Regions from separate parts of the Mus musculus genome. Here region 1 is linked to region 2. A link is a contact called in public HiChIP or PLAC-seq data. All regions are on one chromosome and are shown on one strand. Each heading gives the region's core, a stretch centred on a gene start, on an enhancer-like site or on the middle of the called end of the contact. The rest is flanking DNA. Distances are from core to core; before and after follow the strand shown.

Region 1 (6,829 bases), core at 1,742-4,241, 140 kb after region 2:
AATGGGAACTTTGGGGCACATGGCAGGACCGACAGGATTGGGGGAAAAACTCTTTAGAGCAGCAGCCAAGGGACTGAAAGGAAACTGAACGGGGCAATTATTCCATCCTCTGTCTCTGCCTCTGTTCATTTTATCCTCTCCTGCGACTTTCCTTTACCTCTTCTGGTAAGATGGACCTGGGTACCCCATGCAAGAGTTGGGTGGAGGAATAAGAAAAGAGGAAGCAGGAGGCAGGATGCTTGGGATGTAACACCATCTTGGTAACTGAGCTGCATACTTGCTAGGCACACTGTACTGTGCATGGCAAATAGGGCTCTGAATTCTTATCCCCTAATCTTCCTAGCCTAGGCCCTCTATGACATCTCATTCCCCTTCCCCCGTTCTGTTAGTTGCTAAGTGAGGCCGGTACCTTAACGGACAAACATGGTATGTCCTTTCCTTAGGACAGAAGTAAGCGTGTCTAGTGACTCTTGTGTAAACCATTTTAATCTTTTCAACACATGCTGTACTCCATTTCCATGAGCTAAGTATGCCCAAAATACATCTACTACTGCTACTGTTCCTTCTTAAATTAGGACTTGGAACTGAGCATGCTCAGGAATAGACCAGCACCTATAAAAATACATATAGGTTCCTTGAATGAAATCCACACGGTGCTTCTGCTCCAGGAGACCACTGCTTTATAAATAACTCTCATGCTCTTTTTGCTGGCTGTAAAAATGAATCCTTTTCATTTGGGGACATGTTTGTCTTGGATCTTGCCCTTGCCAAGATGTAAGTCCACCGTGTTGCACTTCCCCCTATCACAGCAAATGAGACCTGAGAGGAAACAGGGATGAAGAGAAGGATGAGAAACCAGGAAGAAATGGATACATAGGACTGGGAGCCCAAGAAGGGACTGTCTCTCAGGGGGCAATTTTAGCGGGAAGTTAGGACTGGGAAAATATTATCGATTCCTGAATTGTCCAGATTTCAGCCCTGTTTGAGGGGCACTCTGAGATCTGGAGGCCCCTGGGAACTAGAATTAGTATAGTATAGCTGAGACAGTGGGTTGTGTGGTGAACAAAGTATACAGGCCTTGGAGAAAGACTGATCTAGGTTACTGCTTGTTAGCTGTATTATGAGGGATGAGCTTTTTAATTCTTGTGGACTTTAAGGTTTTTATATATGAGATAAAAAAGATTTACTTTATGGGATCATGGCGAGTAAAAGAAAGGCAGTCTATATACTGTGTGTATGTTATGTGTGAAGTGTGATTATAAAACTCAGAGGGTAATTTTGTGCATACTAGGAACAGTATTTGTCTGGTATTTTCTTTTTGGCTCCAAGAAAGTAAGCAAAGCACACGGAGTTTCCAGGTATCTATAAGGAAGATAGGTACTCGCATGTATGTTAGAGTCCTATCTTCTATACCAGAGGCACCCTGATTGCGTGTCAGGAAGTCTTGCAGTCTTCCCCATCAGGGACTAAACTTGAGGAGTGGGAGCTTCTGTTAGTTTCCAAGAACACAGAGGGACTGGCTAGGAAAATTCCAAAAGGCTTATTTGGGAGTTTGTCCACATTTCCTACTGCCCTACCTGTGCAGGCCTGGAGAGTAAAGAGTGATCGTCTCCAGCTGAACCGAGAAATGAGAACAGATCAGAGAGACGGCATGGAGCCACTTTCAGCATTGGAATGTTTGCCTTCACCTCCCCAGCTTCTCTGACACGGAATTCCACAGCCTGACTTCCTGGGCACTGCCCTCATAGATACACATGCTGTCTTGCATAGGAAGTCAATGACTGACCACCGTCCATTGCATTAGCTTCCTATTGCTGCCATAACAAATTATCATGAACTTGATTCTTCAGCCACACAATTTTTTCATCATTTTACTCTTCTATAGGCTGGCAGATCAGAGCTGTTACACAGGTTAACATCCAGTTGGTTGTCCACAGGGCCCAACTCCTTCCTAGAGGCTCTGGAGAAAACAAACTCTTCCTTACTTTTTCTGTCCTCTAGAGGCCACCTACTGCTTCTGTCTTTTAGGTCCCTTCCATCTTCAAAGTCAGTAGTGACAGGTTGAGTCCTGATATGGAGTCATTCCAGTCTCCACCTTTTCCATTTCCATGATCACATTGCTTTCTCTGTTATGGTTTAAATATGACACTTACAAAATCATGTTGAGACTATAAACACATAAAAGATATGATTTGTAATACCCAGGAAAATATAATTTTAGCAAGAAAGATAATAACATTTCTTTCAAATAATATAGTTTTATTACTACACGTATCAAATGTGATTGGCAATGTATTTCTTTCACAGACTTTACGAAAATGAATTACATAACTATTCTTTATCATTTAATATAAAAGATTCTGAATATTTGCAATTTTCCAATAGTAGAACCTGATTTCAAGATGCAACACATTAGAATTCAACTTTGTACCACTTCTGATTTCAACACTAGACTTACAATTTTAAAAATTACACATCATATTTTTATAAAGCCCTGAGCTATCCTTTCTCTGGATTTTTTTTTTTTTTTGGCAATTAAGATATAAACTAAATCATTTGGTCTATTTTATTTCTTACTACAATTATGCATATGTTAAGAAAACATGATCATGGTGCTATTACTATAAACAATTATCATGGATAAAAGAAAAACAGGCTGTATTCATTCACTTTCTTTGGTTAAAATCTACCATGTCAAAACAGAGTGTCGTAATGGTGACATTAGATCATTAGACCGGAATCTAACCATCAGCTCCACGACTGGAGTGTTCTGTCCTAGTTTCCCGCAGTCAATCAGTTCTTTCAAAGTCTTGCTTTTTACCGGATGCTCATTAGGGCCTTTGTAAGCACAATGGTTATAGAACAAAAGAGATTGTGAACTGTATCTCACTCAGTGAGTGAGTAACACAGGAGTCATTAGAGTAGAAATGAGACTCTCTAAACAGTCATCTGAACCACAGACAGAATGTCATCAGAGAGGAAGTCAAGAGTTCTGCTGGAAATGGAGCTGGTTGGGCCCTACATAGCAGTAGCTGTTGCAGAAAAGGAAGCCCTGACCGTGGTGGTGACGAGGTAGGAGGTGGTGCAGTGCTTTTGAGAATCATTGCTTCCAAAGATCCTACAGAGTCAGGCTGTCTTCTCAGAGTCTGCCTTGCTATGTGAATGCTTGGCTTAGAGAAAGCCAATGTGCTACTTGCAAAGCAAGCCAAGTCCCACATTTGATTCTGTAAAGGTGATAACAACTTGAAAAAATTTAAGCTGGCAGCGAATAGGTTGCTGTGCCTAAGGGAATCACTGTGCCAGCAAAGAGCAGAATAAAATCAAAGCCACATCTATTTTTTTTCCTGTTTTGTTTTATGAGATGGGGTGCCTTGCTATATTTCTCAGTCTACCCTCAAATTCCTGAGCTCAAACGATCTTTCTGTCTCGGGCTCTCAGTAGTTGAGACTATAGGAATAGGTTTTCATTCCTGATATGGCTGATACCTTTCATTCCTGCCTCCCCAAATTACCCATTGGTTAACGCTCAGAGAAGGGCATTTAGAATAACCATTATTGTGCTGGGGAGATGCCTCAATGGGTAAGAACCTTTGCTGTGAAATCATGAGGACCCGAGTGCAGATCTGCAGGACCTAGGTGAAAAAGCAGGACCTGGCAACATACTGTCATCCTAGTTCTAAGTGAGGGCTGAGCTAATAGCTTGAAGGGACAAGTTTCTGCATTTGTTACACCAGAAACAGTAAGACTAATGTCTGTCTGAGTCAGTTCAGGAGCCAGAAAGAGCCCCGGCTGCTTAGCTGGGAACTGCTCAAGAAGTAGTTTGCTCCTCCTTAATGGGATGGCTTTGCTACAAGAACCAGAAGAAAGTAAAGAAGGCATTCTTAGCTTGGGTCCAGGGGAAAGCCAGTCTGGCAGAAACTCTTCAGTTCCCTCAGCCAGGAAGCAGCAATCTACGTAAACAGGAAGTAGAAAAGGCTGGGGGAGAGGGTGGCGGTTAGCTGGCAAGAAACAAGAGCTGACAGCAGCTGGGTGTAAGTGCTTACATGCAAAAGAGTCAGATACAGGTCCAAGGCTTTGCATGTTAAACGCTCCGGTGCTGCCCTTTGGAGGCCTTGCCTCACAAAGGTGTTTGTGCAGTCTGTGTGGGGTTCCATCTGCAAAAGGGTGCATCTTTGAACACCTACGTTCCGCCAAATATCTGCTAAGTGGTTTAGATTTATTTAATTATCTTAGAATTCTATGAGCATGGGACTAGTTGAAGAGTTGAAAAAAGAAACGGACTCAGAAGGAGTAAGTTACTCTGTTCAAATTCAATGCACAGACTTTGGAAAACTGTCTTTTCTGAAAACTGTTAAACATGATCTACTGAAAGACGTGAGGCCAGTGATGTGCCTCTGGGTAAAGATCCATACAAACAAGCCTGGCATCCGAGTCTACCTGAGGGAAGAGGAGAACTGATTCCTGTAAGGAGTCCTCAGACAGAACTGTGCCCCACATGTGCCCCGCCCTGGCCCCAGTAAATAAGTACATGTACATAAAAGATTTTAAAGACAATGTATCCCCCCCATTTTCACCTGTGTGTGTGTGAGTGTGTGTGTGTGTGTGAGAGAGAGAGAGAGAGAGAGAGACGACTGACAGAAAGACAGAGACAGAGAGAGAGACACAAAGACACACACAGAGACAGAGAGAGGCAGAGACAGAGACAGAGACAGACAGACAGACAGACAGACAGACAGACAGACAGACAGACAGACACACACACACACACACACACACACACACAGAGAGAGAGAGAGAGAGAGAGAGAGAGAGAGAGAGAGAGAGAGAGACAGACAGACAGACCTGCTGGGAGTTTGGTACCTCAAGATGAAGCTGAGTATCTTCTCAGCCATCAGCTGTCAGAAACTCATTGGACTGGAAGAAGAACTTTATGGGTTTGTTTTTTGTTTTTGTTTTGTTTTTTTTAATGAGAAGTGAGTGGCCACAGATGTTGCTGCCAAGAGTATCTACTTCTAAGTCAGAGTTCAGTACAGAATAAGAGTATTTTAGAGTAACAAATAAATGATCACACCATGAAATAAAAAGATGTATTGAAGAGGAAGTTGATCAGGGAGGGAGAGAATAAAGGGTTGGAGGGCTCTAGTGAGGGTTGATGGGACCAAAGTGTATCATATGAACATTTTACAATGGTATTACTGTTTCAAAAAATTTTTAAAAATTACTATATGTGTGTATGTGTCTGGGTATTTCTGCACTTGTGTGTGGGTACTTGTGGAAGCCAGAAGAGGAAGTCAGATCTCCTGAGCTGGAGTTATAGTGTGAGCTGCCCAGCATGGGTGCTGGGAACCAAACTCAGGCCCTCTGCAAGAGCAGTGCTTGCTTTTCCTGCTGAGCTGTCTCTCAGGCCCATCACAATATTTCTCTTCTCTTTCTTTTCTTTTTAAAATTATTTATTTATTTTATGTATGAGTATACTGTAGCTCTCTTTAGACACACCAGAAGAGGGCGTCGTATCTCATTACAGATGATTGTGAGCCACCATGTGGTTGCTGGGAATTGAACTCAGGACCTCTAGGAAGAGCAGTCAGTGCTCTTAACCTCTGAGCCATCTCTCCAGCCCCCCCCCTTTTAATACAATATTTCTAGTCTGACTAATTAACATGCACTAATAAAAATGAAAAATGGGGGATTAGATTTCTAGGGATAATAGCAAATTGCTATACATCTTGTGGTTTAAACCACAGCAGAAACCTGTTATCCTTCTGTAGGATAGAAGTCTGAAATGCAGGTGTCACGAGAGCCAGGCTTCTGAATGCTCTAGCAAAGAATTCTTCCTTACCTGGGCCAGCTTCTGGTAACTCCAAGTGTTCTCTGCTTTGTGGTAACATAACTACAGTCTTGGTTTCCATCTGCACACGTCCTTTTCCTTCATCCTTGTCTCCATCTCTGTCATAAAGATGCTTGCCCTTGGCTTTAAGGACCACCTGGACGAGCTCATCTCAGATCCTTAAATTATAACGGCAAGGACCTGTCATCCAAATAAGGTGGTATTTTCTGAGGCTGAATACTGGGACATGGACATATTTTCAGAGCCAACATTCACCCATATATACGGGGTAGTATCATTACTAAAATATAAGTGCTCATTTCGTAGTACTTTTCGGATTAAAAGAGATATTATCTGGGTTCAAATTTGCAATTCTACTTCTACATATTTTATTTTAAAAAAGTGTTTAAAGATAAAAATTAGAATAAAGTCAGTGACTCATCACTGTAGCAGAAAGAAAGGTTGGTAGAATAGGCTTATAAGGACCAGAGACAAAGTAAAACAGGGAGACACTGTTGACATTTTCTTACGTTTTAACAGAGATGCATGTAGGCCTGCTATCCTCAGTGATAATTCATAAGTTTAGGCAGTAGACAACATTTTCAGAAAGTAGATAATAACATACAAATATGGTATTATAGAAACTTTTACAAGGAACAAAATGTTCACTGTAATCCTTTTAAAAGGCTTAGTTCATTTTGAAAGATCAACAATGGATTTTTTTAAAAAATCAAAAGAAAAGTCCCTCTCCTAATCCTAAAAACATGAGAAGTGCTTGCTGGCATTTGTATTTCATGGGTCTGGAATAAAATGGTCTAACGTTTTAAAACACTGTACAAGGCTTGATTCTTTGATCTAGCACCGAGTAAAATAAACATATATTCCAGGGAAGGTGTACTTGGTGTTCTCCACAGCTCACATTCTCTACTTCTGCTAGCCTGCAGTACAGAAGGGTACATCTGGGTCCCGCCAAGGAATCTAAAACGATAATGATTTTAAAGGG
Region 2 (6,926 bases), core at 1,778-4,277:
AAAGAACAACAACAAAATTTAAATCAAAACAAATGAAAGTAATTTTGGTTCTCTTTCACACGCTTCAAGTTTTCTTCTCTTGAGTATGAAGCAAGCACAGGTAAGACATTAACACACAAGCACATGTTTCAATAAAACTTTACAACACCAATAATAACAAAAAGGCAGTGGGGCAGATTTCACCCTCTCTCCTGTTTTGTATCTGGCTCATGCCTATATAGTTCCTGTCACATCTTTACCTTCCTTCCCTCTGTAGAGTCTGAGCTCTGTGAGAGCAGAGCCCTGGCCTACTGTTCCTCACAGAGACCCACACTGACAGGTAGGTAGTGTGAGATCTGTTCTGGATCTTCCTTCTCTGCCTCTTTCTCTTCTTCTTTCTCCCCCTCATTTACCTCCTTCTCCTCCTCTTCCTCCTCCTCCCCCTCTTCTTTCTCTTCTTCCTTCTATCCCTCCCACTCCCCTCCTCTTCCTCCTCCTCTTCCTCTTCTTCTTCCTCCTCGTCCTCAGCATGCTATATGGCTCAAGTTGGCCTTCTAAACTCCTGCCTCAGCCTCCCAGATGCTGGGATTATAGGCAGGTGCCAGAGGTGCTGCTCAGGAGTTGGTTCTGTGTGCCTGCTCTTTGAACCTGCTCTCCAGGAGGCTGAGGCTGGAGGCCTGACCATGGGAGAGTTCCCTGGATCACCAGCCAAGTGCCCGAGCTAAGGGAAAATTTACCCAAGTCTCTGCAATGTCAGCTTGGGTTCTGAGGACTATGATCTCTTTCCTGTGGAGTTTGGGCTTAGCTGAATTTAAAAGACCAAATCTGTGATCCAAGAAATTGTTTATTTCAAAATTCACCAAATTCCAGTCACTTATGTGTCCCTTTCATGTTTTATGGTTTGTTTTTGGTTTTTGTTTTGTTTTGTTTTTTTACTGCATTTCTGTATCACCTGCAATTGTTTGTGGATCACTCTAACCCTTTCCAAGTCTTTACATGGGTAACTAGGGTGTGGCTTGGACCTAAGGTCTGCCTAGCATATACACAAGTTGTAGGTTCTATCCCTAGCACTACATGATGCAGTCAGCGAGTGTCCCTCAAAACCTTTAAATATTTAGATCAGTTTGAGTCCCTCCTTGCTTACTCCTATGACTCTTCATCTCCAGGTGAGTCCCAGTGCCCTCCCCCCAACCCCCACTACTTCTCTGACCTCATTTCTGTCACCCATTTAGTCTACTCCAGCCACACTGACCTCTGCGTATTCTTGGAACATTCCTAGCAAGTTGCTACTTCAGAGCCCTGGCTCAGCTGCTGGAATGCTTCCCTCCTCCCATGCCAGTCCTCAGAAAGGGCCTTCCTCAGCAGCCTGTGCACAAGAGCAGCCTCTTTGCTCTTCCAAAAAAGTGTCATAGCATCCAGAAAATGTCCACGCCCACCGCCAGAATATTGTTTAACATTGCGTTATAGTTCTAGAAAAACATGGGAAAATAGATAATATATAACATGATATAAAAATATAGCATATATATTTTCAATCAAGCATAGTGACACATGCCTGTAACCCTAACATTAGAGAGGATGAGGCAGGAGGACTGCTGTGAGTTCAAAGCCAGCCTGGGTAGGCTACACAGTACCTGGGCTACTCAACAAGACCCTTTCTCAAAATAAAATCATATTATTTCTTACCTTTCTCCTTTCTCTCATTTCTTCTGTCTATCTTACTATGTAGCCTGGTATAGCCTCCTTCACTCCCCATGTCTATTTTGCTATGTAGCATGGGATAGCCTCCTCTGGCTTGTCATCTTCTTCTGGTGCTGGGATGAACGGCACCACCCTTGGCTGACCCTTTTATAACATTGTCTTCTTTCAGTTCGTGCTGCATCGCTTTCTTTGTTTAAGTTTCTATTTTATGTTGTTTATTAAAGCGTTACTATTTTCTTCATAAAGATAAAGCATGTATCTTTTATTGAATTTCTTTCTAGATATATGAAATTGTGTTGTTTTTGTGAAGGATCTCTTCTTAAAATTACATTACAGTAGAAAATGTTTATGAGCCCGTTTTTATCTCTAATATTATTTATTACCACTCTCCTACCCCCAGAGTCTTACAGGCATCAGGGAGTGGACAAAGGCCGGCGGTACTGAATGGTGATGTTATTTTTGAAATAATGAAAAGTACTGAAGAGGGATCATAAGGGAGCAGTAAAGCATTCTTTAGTGTTGGTGTTGCAGTAGAAACCTTAAATCCACTTTACAATCGTCCTAGACTCCGTGGCTTCCACTCTAGGGAACACTGGTCTGTTCAATTTCACCACCACATTGACATGCCTTTTGGATTATCAGTTGTTTTGGCTAACCCTTGGGCCTGTCTTTAGTTTGGGAGGTGAAGGACAAATGATAAACTAGGAATGGATAAGGAAGAGGTGGAGGATCCCAGCGCCTGGGTTTGCTGAGCCTCCCCCCAACCCACGCACTCAGAGCTGCCCTTCCTGCTCCTGTGAGTATCTGAGGCACACCTGTAGGAGTCCCCAGGGCCAAGCCCTGTCCTGGAGAGGGCACCGCACTGAGAGGGGGGTGGGGTGGGGTGGGGTAAAAGCCTCCTGCTTTCCTCCACAGAGGACCAGGCTGTGGGTGTGAAGCAGGAAATGGGGGCTTCTGAGAACTGCTGAGCGTTCCTGGAAGCCTGTAAGAGCTGAGACATCTGGCCTCTGAAGCTCATTCTCTGGTGGCATTTGGGGCCTGGAGGACAGAGGCCCCTCTGGGAGCACATGCTCACTAGCTGCAAACTCTCAGGCCTCACAGGATGTTGATGGTGAATGGGAGAAGGAGACTTTTAGCCCTTCCAGTCTCCCTCCACTGTGGCCTGGTCCTTGCAGGCAGTCTTTGTAGCCTTTGCCTGTCAAACCGAGGTATGTCTTCTGGGAAGGTCGAAACATTTTCAAGGCTCCTCCTTGTCTGAGAAACCCTTGAACTGAAAAGGACAGGAAGCCACAGGCTACTGGATGTGCGGAGCCTACCTAGGGTTACCCCACCTCAGAGGGGAATGCAGCAGGTCTGAGTCATCCGAGATGCCTAACAAATAACACATTCTTCCATGCTCGCCCATCAAAGAGAGGTGGAGGGCAGCTTAATACCCAGAAGAGGGGTGTGTGCCTCTGCCATGTTTCTAAGATAGCCTCTCAGACTGTGAAACCCACACTACTGTGTCACATAATCCCTCCCTTTTTTCTTGAGTGCGTACATGATGAGTATAATATATAATCCAGTATGGACTTAAATATTTTATTATTCTGTGTGTGCATTATGGGTGTGTACAGCGTGCATGTGTGCGAATGAGCACACATGCCATGGCTTATGTTTGAAGGACAGAGAACTTGGTAGAGAGACTCAACTCTCTCCTTCCATCTTTATACAAATTCTGGGGGTCAGACTCAGGTCACCAGGTTTGTGTGTCAGTCAACAAGGGCCTTTGCCTGCTGAGCCATTTAGCCAGCCCCATAATAATTATAATATTTTCTTCTTGTTGTGATCTTTTGTTTGTTTGTGTTTCAGACAGGGTTTCTCTACAGCCCTATCTGTCCTAGAACTCAGTTTATAGACCAGACTGACTGAATTCACAGAGATCCCTCTGCCTCTGCCTTCCAAGTACTGAGATTAAAGTCAGGCACCATCCTGTCCAGCATAATATATATTTTATATGCTGAATTGAGTGTGGCATTGCCCATTACAGTAACAAATTCCCAAACAGATAGACTCAACTGGATTCTCTCTGTCACATTCAGCTGAGTTGCTTGACAGTTGGCTCTTTCTTTCCTCAGTGATTCATAGATCCCGAGTCCTTTCATCCTGTGGTTCTATTGTCCCCTAGGGCTTCAGCAGGCAGAAGGAGAAAGACACTGTAGAGCAGTCATGCTCAGTTCCTGAAAGCTCTGACCCAGAAACGATACACATTTCTGCTTACACTCCACAGGCAGAACTATATACACCATCACACCTGGATGTAAGAGAGCTGATAATGTCAATCATGCTGAGTAGCTACTTCCTGGAAGTAGCCTGTATCACAGCAGGAGTGGGCGCGGGTTGTCAAGCCATATATGCAGTGTAAGGTCTGTCTATGGTGCTTGTGTTCTGAGCACGGGTGGAGAAAAATCACAAGCAATTTTCACTTGAAACTCATAATACTGTGTAGATTCCAATTTGCTTTGTAAGTCGGAGAGGGCCAATAGGGATGGTTCATGATAAAAAATAGGACAAGAACATTGTTGTCATTTGTTGTTTGTCTCTTTATAGACCCCGCTGTCCTGGAACTCACTCTGTAGACCAGGCTGGCCTCAAACTCACAGAAATCCACCTTCCTCTGCCTCCTGAGAGCTGGGATTAGAGGTGTGTGCCACCAGGCCCCACTGTCCTCATTTTCATCATTAGTGATTTATTACTATTGTGACATCAGGTATTAAGTGCAGGGCCTTTAGCTAAGCATGAGCATTATCCCAGAGCATCACTCTAGCCCTTTATCAATCATAGGCTCAGAAAACCTGCAGATCCTTCACTAAAGGCAGAGAGGTTTTAGGGCAGGGATGATATGGGAAGAAGCAGAGAGGGTTTTTTTTTTCCCCTTTAAGAAAACTATATACTATGCCTACCAAGGAAGACTTACAGGTAGGTACAACTTCTTAAAGCCTTGAATGGTGAGCTTAGAAATGCCCACAGCAAACACTCCATATGCATTTCTCAGAGACACAAGCACCAATGAAGATCTCAAGAAAATGAGATGCCACGGGGGAAGTACCAAATACGTAGGTTTTATCTTTGTTTTGAGACACAATTTTTCTGGTTCTGGTCAGAATCATGTTCACTTAACAAACTATTGATTGTGTCTTTACTGTGTGAGCCAGGACTCTTTTAGGTCCTTGTATCAATTAACCTTTCTGTTGCTGTGATAAAAGATCATGACCAAAGGCAGCTAAAGAAGAAATAATTTATTTGGGCTTATGGTTTCAGAGAGGGAATCCATAATGACAGGGGAGGCTTGGCAGTAGACAGTTGCATCAGGAAACAAAGAGATCACATACATCTTCAATGTAAACAAGAAGCAGAAATTGTGAACTAGAAGTTGGGTGAGCTCTCCTCTAGTGATGTTCCTCCTCCACTGGCACCTTCTCAAACAACACCGCTATAGAGGGGACAGTGTTAAACATTTGAGCCTATGGGGCTACCTCTCAGTAAACTACTGTAGTCTTAGACGTGCAGCGCTGAATGTCTTCCAAAAGATTCCAAAACTTCTGTCCTCGTGGACTTTATGTTGTCTGGGAAGGAGACATGATCAACAAGGCAGATGAATCTCTGAGTTCAAGGCCAGCCTGGTGTACAGAGAGAGTTTCAGGACAGCCAAGGCTACATAGAGAAACCCTTTCTCAAAAACAAACCAACAACAAACCAAGCTAAAAGTAGATGTCATGTTAGGTATTGGATGAACTGAGCACAGAGCAAGAGAGCAAAAAAGTACAAAGGAGAAGGTGGGAAGAGATGGGGGAGCTTGTGTGTTATTTCCTGTAACTGGTCACATGGCCAAGAAATACCTCTCTGGTTAGAAACTATTCGAGCCAAGGTCATGAGAAGCACACACACACACACACACACACACACACACACACACACACACAAGGCTCCTGGTTGTCTCCCCACAGTCCACTTAACACTTTCTTCTGAGTAACAGAATCCTTCCCCCTGGCCAGGATGTAATGAATGATTAGGTGAAAGCGGACCCTATCTCTTACCCTAGAGTGGTTTCCAATTGGATCCCAATCCCTGTATCACAATCCTGGAAACCCATTCTCACTTGCCAGAGACAAGTTCAAAAAGTCGGGCCAATGCCAGGCAACATAGGAGCCCTCTGGCCATGGTCTCTGGTCCAGGAGCAGGTACACAACCTAAGCTAGCCTAAGAAGATTAAAAGAAGAGATTTATTCTTCTGTTTGGGAGGAGGAGAAGTTTTTCTCTGAAATGTACAAGGAAGCATGCTGTTACGGGAGCCGCTCAGAACATGGTGGCACGGCCATCTCTGGACAATGCAGGAGGCCAGTCTGCAGACAGAGCCAGTACAAAGACTAGGATGGAGTGGGGAGAACTCCAGAGCAATGGAGTCAGAGCCCTGATTATTCCATGCCTGAAGCTGCTGCACTTCAGGCCTCCCCATTATGTGCCACGAACAAGCTCTTCACTGTTTGTGCCGCTCCAGTTAGGTCTTCTGTTTCGTGATATTGGAAGACCTTAACTGAGACAATAAAGTTTTAGCAGCTAGCAGTTCTCAAGAACGAGCTCATGCCAGACACACTTTTTATATCTGCAATTTTATTTACTGCTTTTGATGACCTTAGGAGACAAATACAGCTATTGTCCTTATTTGTAAGTGGGTTTTACTCGAAGTCTTCTGGGTAGTAAATGGCAGAACCAAATCGCTGGTGCTCAGAGCCCCTGTTCTTTACGATACTGTTGGATTCATTTCTTTGTGAAGCAGAGGGAGAACACAAGGAGAAGCCAGGAAGCCAGAGGAGAAAGAGGAGACATCATATTCTTATTGATTTTGTTTGCTTGTGTTGGCTTGCAGTTGTTGGGAATCCAGGGCCTTGGACATGCTAGTCAAGTTCCCTATCATTGAGCTCTACCCACAGCTCCCTGCTTTTTGCATTTTTCATTTTGAGATAGCGTCTCACTAAGACGTCCAGGCAGGCCTTGAACTCATGGATCTTCCTGCCGTAGCCTTCTGAGTAGCTGCAAGTATAGGTCTACACCACCAGCTCTGACTGGTTTTGAGGTCGAGCTTCAGGAAACTGGTCTTGAACTTGGCCTTTCTACATAGAAGGAGGTTTCTGTTCCTCCTGCCTCCACCTTCCCACGTAGCGAGCACAAGACCAGCCTTAACTGTGTAGTGAGACCTTTTCCCCCCA

What was found. HiChIP or PLAC-seq counts read pairs in DNA pulled down with a chosen protein or histone mark.
Region 1: a contact with region 2 is called in an HNF4G HiChIP or PLAC-seq map of pancreatic cancer cells. The contact joins two enhancer-like sites. A contact is called at or near these places in 3 of 115 datasets of contacts at active chromatin or transcription factors (CD8 T cells, effector CD8 T cells and pancreatic cancer cells).

Annotation. Positions count from the first base shown.
Region 1 is chr7:114,313,615-114,320,443 of GRCm38.p6, forward strand. 4933406I18Rik (RIKEN cDNA 4933406I18 gene) reads right to left here. Exons shown (of 4, transcript NR_029437.1): 3 at 5,839-6,027; 4 at 1,865-2,168. Among named protein-coding and RNA genes, the nearest start is that of Psma1, 41 kb to the left of the region's middle. Within about 2 kb of position 2,992, at least 192 of the 459 cell types and tissues checked have an H3K27ac peak or open chromatin away from gene starts, as enhancers often do. A contact at or near this core is called in CD8 T cells, effector CD8 T cells and pancreatic cancer cells, where this site is marked.
Region 2 is chr7:114,168,919-114,175,844 of GRCm38.p6, forward strand. No RefSeq gene overlaps it. Among named protein-coding and RNA genes, the nearest start is that of Rras2, 55 kb to the left of the region's middle. Within about 2 kb of position 3,028, at least 142 of the 459 cell types and tissues checked have an H3K27ac peak or open chromatin away from gene starts, as enhancers often do. A contact at or near this core is called in CD8 T cells, effector CD8 T cells and pancreatic cancer cells, where this site is marked.